2 separate regions of the Sus scrofa genome follow, and region 2 is linked to region 1. Evidence: chromatin contacts called from public Hi-C data. All regions are on one chromosome and are shown on one strand. The core of a region is the stretch at or near the end of the contact, and the rest is flanking DNA. Distances in the headings are between cores, read along the strand shown.

What was found. Hi-C and Micro-C count contacts between places; a contact is called where the count stands out from the background.
Region 2: a contact with region 1 is called in a Hi-C map of retroperitoneal adipose tissue, with 2.2 times the contacts expected there. The contact joins the promoter of EPN2 here to the promoter of B9D1 in region 1. A contact is called at or near these places in 1 of 5 promoter capture datasets (liver), 5 of 47 Hi-C or Micro-C datasets (alveolar macrophages, embryonic fibroblasts, liver and 1 more) and 1 of 2 datasets of contacts at active chromatin or transcription factors (skeletal muscle).

What each region holds. Positions count from the first base shown.
Region 1 is chr12:60,160,509-60,164,712 of Sscrofa11.1, reverse strand. B9D1 (B9 domain-containing protein 1) reads right to left here and starts at 2,057. Exons shown (of 7, transcript XM_021067970.1): 1 at 1,917-2,057; 2 at 559-627. The coding sequence starts at 1,979. It overlaps LOC110256121 (polyserase-2-like), which reads right to left. Exons shown (of 3, transcript XM_021067968.1): 3 at 2,640-4,204. The coding sequence ends at 3,418. LOC110256123 (a long non-coding RNA gene) reads left to right here and starts at 2,143. Exons shown (of 2, transcript XR_002337393.1): 1 at 2,143-2,843.
Region 2 is chr12:60,247,739-60,251,469 of Sscrofa11.1, reverse strand. EPN2 (epsin-2) reads left to right here and starts at 1,931. Exons shown (of 8, transcript XM_021067960.1): 1 at 1,931-2,361. The coding sequence starts at 2,345.

The sequences.
Region 1 (4,204 bases), core at 808-3,307:
CCCGGCCTCTCCCGCATCCCCCAGCTTCTTGGCTTCATGTCCCCTCAGCGCTGCCCCCCGCCCCCAGCAGACTGCGGAATTCACTGCTCAGTGTCTGTCTCCCCCTCCAGCAGGGCAGCCAGGCAAAGCGGGGCTGGCCTGGCCTCGTTCCCACGGGTCCCATCCCGAGACCCTCCAGGTACCGCCCAGGGCGCACAGGGAACAGGCTCAGAGAGGCTAAGCTGGGTCCCTGCGTCCTCAACCTGGGACCCCGCACACAGGAGAGAGGTGCAGGCTGAGCAAGGACGGACCAGCTGAGGGTCTGCCACTCGGCCGCCTCCAGGCCAGCTCTCTCGGGTCTGCGTGTGGCGTGGCCCACGTGTCCCTCTCCGCAGCCAGGCGCGAGTCCCAGGGCGGGGCACGTGCTGGGGCCAGCGGGGTTGCTCTGCCCCAGCTCCACCAGGAGCGCACACATGCTTGCCTCTCCCCGAGACACAGCCGAACTGGGAGGGAACGGGGTGAAGGAGCCTTGGAGACCACAGCAGTCGTGGCGGCTGGGAGGCTAGGGGCCCAGCTTACCGCCGTGGGCGCCCAGTCCTGGCCGTACACGAAACAGTACTTGCAGTAGAGGTCGTCGTACTCGGGAAACTGGAAGTAAACACACAGGTTCCCTTTTCAGGGGCGCGTGCCTGGACTGGCTGCGTGAGGCAGGTGCGCCACCAGGAACCCTGAGCGCGAGGCACCTGCGAGGCTGAGAGACAGCATTCTGTCCACCCCGAGTTTTCCTGCTCCCCCTTCAGGGAGGGTCCAGCTTGCAGGCTGTCCTCCGGACCACCTCCTGGCTCCTGCAGCCCCCAGGGCTTCCCTCCCTCACGGCACTGCCTGACTTTCTTTCAATATATTTTATTGACTGTGTTTATTTCTGCCACCTCCAATAGACTGTGAACAAGGGGCAAATCAGCGCTTTCCGTGTCCCCAGCTCCTGGCCCCGGGGGTGAGTACAACAGGGGTCTAAGGAAATGGTGCTGAGGTGAAAGGTGCTACCAGGACCCAGGGCAGAGGCTTGGGTGGGGCTGATGACCCAGCGCAGGGTCCCACGCAGAGTGGGAGGAAGCGTGGGGACGGGTGGCTGCTGGGAGCACAGGCACCAGATGAGGGCCCCCGAGGGGACAGAGCAAGAGTGGGGAAGTTGGTCTTGGGTACTAGGCCAAGGAGCGGGGTGGACAGGGTGGGAGCATGGCGCAGCATCGTGGCGGAACAGGAAGGCAGGAGATGCCCACTGAGGCCCTGGCAGAGCTTCACCTAAACTACCTCAGCCCTCACAATGCAATCACGTTTTTAAAACAGCCTCGAAGGGCAGGCTAGCCTTCAAATCCCAGTCTTGCCCCTTCCTTTTGGGCATGTTTTCCCACGTGTAAGTGGGGATGGGAGCCTTGACTGCGCGATGCTGGGCACGGAGTCTGGCTTATACTGCGTCCGATACACAGAAATAACAAAAGGGTTCCTATGACGAGGAGGGTGGATGGGGGGTAGGTCCCTTGCCTTCCGACGGGCACACCGCCCCCCAGGCCTCGGCAGCCCGCCGCCACCGCTGCGTCGGGTCGAGCAGGTCTCCTCCCTTCCAACCCACGTTCAAGGACCTGAGCGCCGCGCGTGCGGGGCCTCGCCGCGCACCGACCCGCACGGATCGCCGGAGGTGGAGGCCCCTGCCCCGGACTCCCCGCGAGTTCGGCCGACTGTGGCCTCGGCCTCGCTCACCCCCAGACCTGTTTCCACACCGCACGGGGGACGGAGGGTCCGCGCGTCCTCGCGCCAAGGGTCTCCCACGCGGGTTCCCTCGCCTTCCCCCGCAGGCTTGGCGTGGCTCCGCGGGCCGGCCACGGGGGCCAGGGGTCCCAGAGGGACAAGGGCGGCCCGTGGGGTCCACGGCCGCTCACCTGGGCGCTCTCCACCTGCCCGTTCACCATGACCAGGAAGACGCTAGGCCCCGCGGCCGCCATGGCAGGGCTGCGCTCGGTTGCTAGGAGGCGCCGGGTTGCCCTGGAGACGGACGGTGTAGCGCGCGGGACAAGCTTCCCGGACGCAGGAGCTTCGCGAGGGCGCGCGCGCAGGCGCGGGCGGGGCGGGGCGGCGAGAGGCGGGGCTCCGCGGCGGGAGGAGTTCCCCCGGGCGCGGGGACAGTCGGCGCAGGGCGCCCGTCGGAGTGTGAGGGGTCAGGCGCCACCCGGCCTGTCGCCGGATCCGGTTACTCCGCGGGGAGTGCGTGTCCACTCGTACTTGCCCTCCCCAGCCCGGCCGGAGACGACAACCAGCGCGCGTGGGGCTTAAGGGCCAGGCCGCCATGGACCGGGTCCGGGCCCGGGTTACGAGAGTCGCCATGCGACCAGGCAGCTTCCTGCGTCAGGTCAACGGATGCTCCCTCGTGGCGTCTGAGACCCTCGCCCCCAAAAGTTTATTAAACAAACAGTGGAGGGACCTCGAGAATCCTTAAATCCAAGCTAGCGCTCCTCCGAGTGAGGCGAAGCGAGGCCGGGACACAAGCCATGGAGGGGCCGCACCTGGTCCCTCCGGCACCTGCGCCGGGGTGATGTGAGCCCCAGCACCGGGCTCTGCCAGGATCCTGGCCGCCCCGGGCGGTCCGTCTAAAGCACCCGTCACGGTTCGCATTTGCACATTTATTATTGTGAGAGCGCTGGCTAATGCTCGCCTCGCCCCCCAGACTCCATGAGCACAGGGGCTGTAGCAACCTTGTGTAGGGAGCATGTGGCAGCTGTGGAACGACTGAATAATTGAATACATCTCCGTTGCACAAAAGAGGAAGCAGATTCAGAAGGGAGGTGACTGGGACACCATCGCAGCAGCAGGTAAGGAGCTGAGCCAGGTTTCAAACCCAGAACTCCCGAAGGACCCTCACTGCCTCCTCTGCCTGGTCCTGGGCCGGTCCCAAGAGTGCATCTTGGCTGAGGTATCGAAGGTGGCATTGGAGACCGTCTCCCGAATCCAAGAAATGAGGGGACAGGCACGTGTGTAGACCTCAGGGAGGCCAGGCCGGGAGCAGGGACCCCAGGTCATCACACCCTCCAGCCGCCAGCTGCTAGCTTGGAAGCAGACCAGGGGGCTCCCATCAGACACCTGTGTGGGGGAGGGAAGGCGTGGTCACGGCCAGCCAGGCCCACGGACCCCCCTACCCCACCCAGGTGAGCAAAGATGCTAGCATTCACACCTCCGAGGCGAGGCGGGCCTGGGAGTCCGCTTCCCCAGGCCTGGGTCACCTGCCTCCCCCGCCCCACCCGCTCCCTTTGCAGTTAAAACGCTTCTGCACAGATGCTCCCGCCCTGGTGCAGCTCTTCCCTTCTCGTTGTGGCCTTGGGGTGTCACACAAGTCGGTTTTTAGCACCCTGCTTGCGGTTGCCAGGCAGCCGGGGGCTCCCAGTAGTTTCAGCCTCGCACAGAAACGGAAGGGGGAGCCTCCCCTGGGGGCGGATCGGGGAGGGGTGGGAGCCCAAGGGAGAGTGAGAGGTGACCAGGTCTGGTGGCTTTAGGAGGGTCTGCAGGGTGTGTGGGGGCACGTCTCAGGTCCCGGCTGGAATCCTCACCACCAGCTGGGCTGGGCCGGTGGGGGCGATCGCGCACCGGGAGCCCTTGGGCAGGAGGGCCTGCAGGTCCGGACAGTCGGGCTGGAGGCGGAAGGTGTCTCTGCAGGTGTTGGTGTGCAGCAGCCTCAGGGGGGTGCTCTCCAGCCTTGGGGGTGGGGCGTGGGGGTCTGCACGTGGCGGCATGGGGCAGACCCTCAGCAGCTTGGCCCCAGAAGAGCCCCCGCTGGGCTTCTCCTGGCCCCCAGCCCCGTCTCATACAGCTCCATCCTCTGTGGGACTCTCGCTGTCTCAGGGACAGGCCCACTGAGATGGGGGACAGCAGCCCCAGGGAGGGGCCCAGAGAGGGCCCAGTGCCCCTGGAAGGCGTAGCAGGTGCCAGCGCCCCTTCTCGTGTCCCCATGCAGGGCCCCAGCTCCACCCTGGCTGTCTCCCTGACCCAGCCCAGGTACCTGCTCCTGTCCTTACCCAAGTCAGGATCAAAGCCTTGGGCCCAGCAGACCCGCCCCTGGGGCCGGGTGGCCAGAGGGATAGGCCATATGGCACTGCTGAGAGATGGTGGCCTTGCCAGCCGAGCCAGGGCCAGGGCACCAGATCCCGAGGCCTTGGGCCCTCCTGGGGACAGGAGCAGC
Region 2 (3,731 bases), core at 682-3,181, 87 kb before region 1:
CTGGGAACTTCCATGTGCCTCGGGGGCAGCCCTAACAAGACAAAAGACAAAAAAAAAATTTGTTCCATGAACAGATGGCTTTTTTTGGTTTGTCTTTTTAGGGCTGCACCTGGAGCTTCCCAGGCTAGGGGTCGAATTGAAGCTGCAGCTGCTGGCCTACCCCACAGCCTTATCCCACTGAGTGAAGCCAGGGACGGAACCTGCATCCTCAGGGACACTAGGTCAGGTCCTTAACTGGCTGAGCCACAGCAGGAACTCCCCATACTGCTCTTCTTAAGTGGAAACATCTGTGTCACTTTATACATCATAACAATGAAACTGAGATAAAAATGAGAAAAGGTTATGAAATGCTGTTGGAGACTGTTTATCACCAAAAAAAAGTGCATGGCCTGCTCTTTGTTCAAAAGGAAGACTAGGAGTTTCGGTTGTGGCTCAGCCAGTTAAGGACCCGGCGTTGCCCTCGGTGAGGACGCCAGTTTGATCCCTGCCCACCCCCAGTGGGTTAAGGATCTGCGTCGTTTGCAAATGTGACTCGGGTCCGTCACAGCCACAGCTACAGCTCCCATTCTGCCCCTAGCCTGGGAACCTCCACATGCCGCAGGTGCAGCCCGAAAAAGGAAAAAAGGTATGTTAAAAGCGAGATTAACCAAGTATCAGAAAAGCATTTTTCAAACACATCTTAATATTCCGACACAGGAGAGACACAAAGATGAGGCAAACATTTTTCAGAAGAATACCCTTCTTTTTCGGATGTTTTCTATTTTATTCAATCTACTTTATTTTTTTAAATGCTCAAAGGTGGGTAGATGCACACATGTAAAAAAATGTTGGTGGGAATGGAAGCTGGATTGTGGTACATAGGGACTCACCCTTTTTTTGTGCCTATTCAGAAGCTGCAAATTAAAAAGAATATTTAGAGGCAGCTGGGAGGCCACGTGGCCAGGGTCGGGGTGGGGGTGGTGGGAGGCTATTAGGAAGAGAGCCATGAACGTTCTAGAACATGTGTCTGTTGGGGGTTGATGCAGAGGCCGTGTGCTGGGCTTGGAGAGGTACCACCAAGCTGCTTTTTCCCAAGAGGCCGCACCAGGCAAGCAAGCTGTTATCACAAGTCGTTAAAACCACCCTCTGCCATTCTGACTCTCCCCAGGTTCCCTCATTTTGTAATTGTAAGGCTGCATTCTTTTGCTTAAAGAGGCCCTCCTGGGAGTTCCCATCATGGCTCAGCAGTTAATGAGTCCAACTAGGAACCATGAGGCTGCGGTGTTCCATCCATGGCCTTGCTCAGTGGGTTAAGGATCCGGCGTTGCCATGAGCTGTGGTGTGGGTCGCAGACGCGGCTCAGATCCTGAGTTGCTGTGGCTGTGGCGTAGGCTGGCAGCTACAGCTCTGATTCGACCCTTAGCCTGGGAACCTCCATATGCCGCGGGATGGGCCCAAGAAATGGCAAAAAGACAAAAAAATAAATAAAGGATGCAAGTTCAATTCCTGTCCTCACTCAGGGGGTAAAGGATCTGGCGTTGCTGTGGTATAGGCCGGCAGCTGTAACTCTGACTTGGCCCCTAGTTTGGGAACTGCCACATGCTGCAGGTGCAGCCCTAAAAAAAAAAAAGCCAAAAAAAAAAAAAAAAAAAAAAAAAGAGGGCTTCCTACTTTAGGAAGGTTCAGACCCAACAGAAGGTCAGAGGTCAGAGGCCCTACGAACTGGGAGCAAGCTGGGAGCCCAGACAGGGTCCTGGGAGGCCCAAGGGATGAGCTCTGAGGTGGGGGGGGGTCCCAGATTGGAGACACAGGTGGAGGAAGGAGGCAGGTGAGGCGGCACCGCTCTAGTCCAGGTGGAGGCTGTTGGGGGCCAGGAGGAGCGCAGGCGTGGCTCAGAGTCCCGTGGGCCACAGACCCTGCCCAAGCCCCTGTGCTGTGCGGTGGGTCCGGGAGGGACTCCGGGCGAGTTTGCGGATGTGGGGTGTTGGGTGCAGGAGCCTGGGGTGGAGGCGAAACTTAGGAACCGTCGGGGCCCAACTGGCCGTGAGTCTAGAGACTCTAGACGGAGGTCACCGCGGGACTTCGTGCAGCGGAGGTGAGGCCTGGGGCGCCTCGACGGTAACGGGCCGGCGAGAGGAGGAGGAACCAGCCGAGCAGCCGTGGGGAACCGGGAGGAGAGACGCCGCGGGCGGTGAGCCTGCTAGGCTCCGACGTCTTCGCCTCCAGCCCCCGACCCAGAGCGTGGCCTCGGCCGCCGTGGGGCCCCCACCCCCTCTTTGCTCTGTTTGGGTCCTGAGGCCGTGACTTTGCCCATCCTGGGCTGTGCCGACTTCTCAGGGCCGGGTTCAGCGCGAAGCACCAGCGGATGCTCCGGAGATGGAGGTGACTGGGGGACGGGCTTTGCAGGCGGGGAAACAGGCTCGGGAGGGCAGAGATGTGCTGACGTGACTTGGAGGCAGGGCAGGGGCTTGGGCAGGGTCTGTGGCCTCAGGCCCAGGCCTCTGACGCTCTTGCCTCGTTCCGGTCTTGTCTCGTTTGGGGGCCTGGGCCCCGGGCGGGGCGGCCACCCCGGCGGGCAGAGGGCGCTGTGATGCGGGAGCCGCCGGCAGGGGGCGCTGCCGGTGCGCGTTGGCGCCCCGGGCGGGCGGGCGGACCCCGCGGAAAAGGGGCTGAGGGTCGGCGCCGGGCGGGCCGGGGAGACCCGGGCCGGGGCGGGCTCCCCCGGAGCAGGAAGACCTTTGCCAGCCTGCGGAGGGAGGCAGGCTCAGGGCAGGTGTCCCAGGAGGTGACTTTTGAAACTGTGTCCCGAACACTGAGGGGGAGGTGGCGCTGGCGAAGGGCGGGGGGCGCAGGTGGAGGGACGTCGAGGGCCCGGGCGGCTCCCCAGGCTGGGGAAGCAGGGCACGCCTCGGCCGACGGCGGCCGGGGATCTGCTGGGACCACACGAGTGGCCCCCGGAGCTGATGCGCTCCGGAGCCGCGAGGAGGGGAGGCCCCGTGCCCTGTCCTTAAAAGCCCTTAGCTTTTCCGCTGCTGATTTGCCTGGGACAGGGGCGCTCCCGCACCGGCCCCACCCCACCCCCGCCCCGCCCCTGTGCCCCCACCTGCTCTGAGCCATCTGAGCAGAGGGCCTGCACCGTGGGAGCCATCGCCTGCAAGGGAGTGCCCAGGGCCTACTCAGCGCCCTCTCCCCTGCTCTCCCTGGAGGGGTGATGATGGCAGAGCCGCTCTCTTGCCACCGCCTGGGGTCCCTGCAGGTCAGAGGTCGAGGCGCTGCCTGCCGGCCTGGGAGGTCTGTGGTCACTGGGGGAGAAGCTGAGGGGACCGCCTCCTGAGCCTGGGGAGAAGAGGGGGTGGGCTGGCAGGGGCTGCCTCTCCCCAGGCCTCAGGCTCACCCCCTGGAGAGCAGATTTCTCAGGATGGTGGGAGGCTCCTTCCGTCCTGGGTCCAAGGCCAGCTGAAGGACTGGCTCTTTGGGTGCCCCGCCCGCTTTCTGCAGGGACAGCTTCCAGGGACCATGTCGGCAATGAGGACAATGAGAATAGTAATGATTTTTGTTTGTTTTGATGGTTCTATATTCGGGGATCTTTCCTAAGTGCTGAAGGTGTTTATTAGAGAAGTTAATCCCACAACAGTACCGCGAGGGAAAAGCAATGGTTGATCCCTTGTTTCCAGGTGAAAAGCCTGAGACTCAGAGAGGGAGGTGGCTTGTCCGGAGCCACACCGCAGGGATGGAACAGTCTGGCTCCAGAT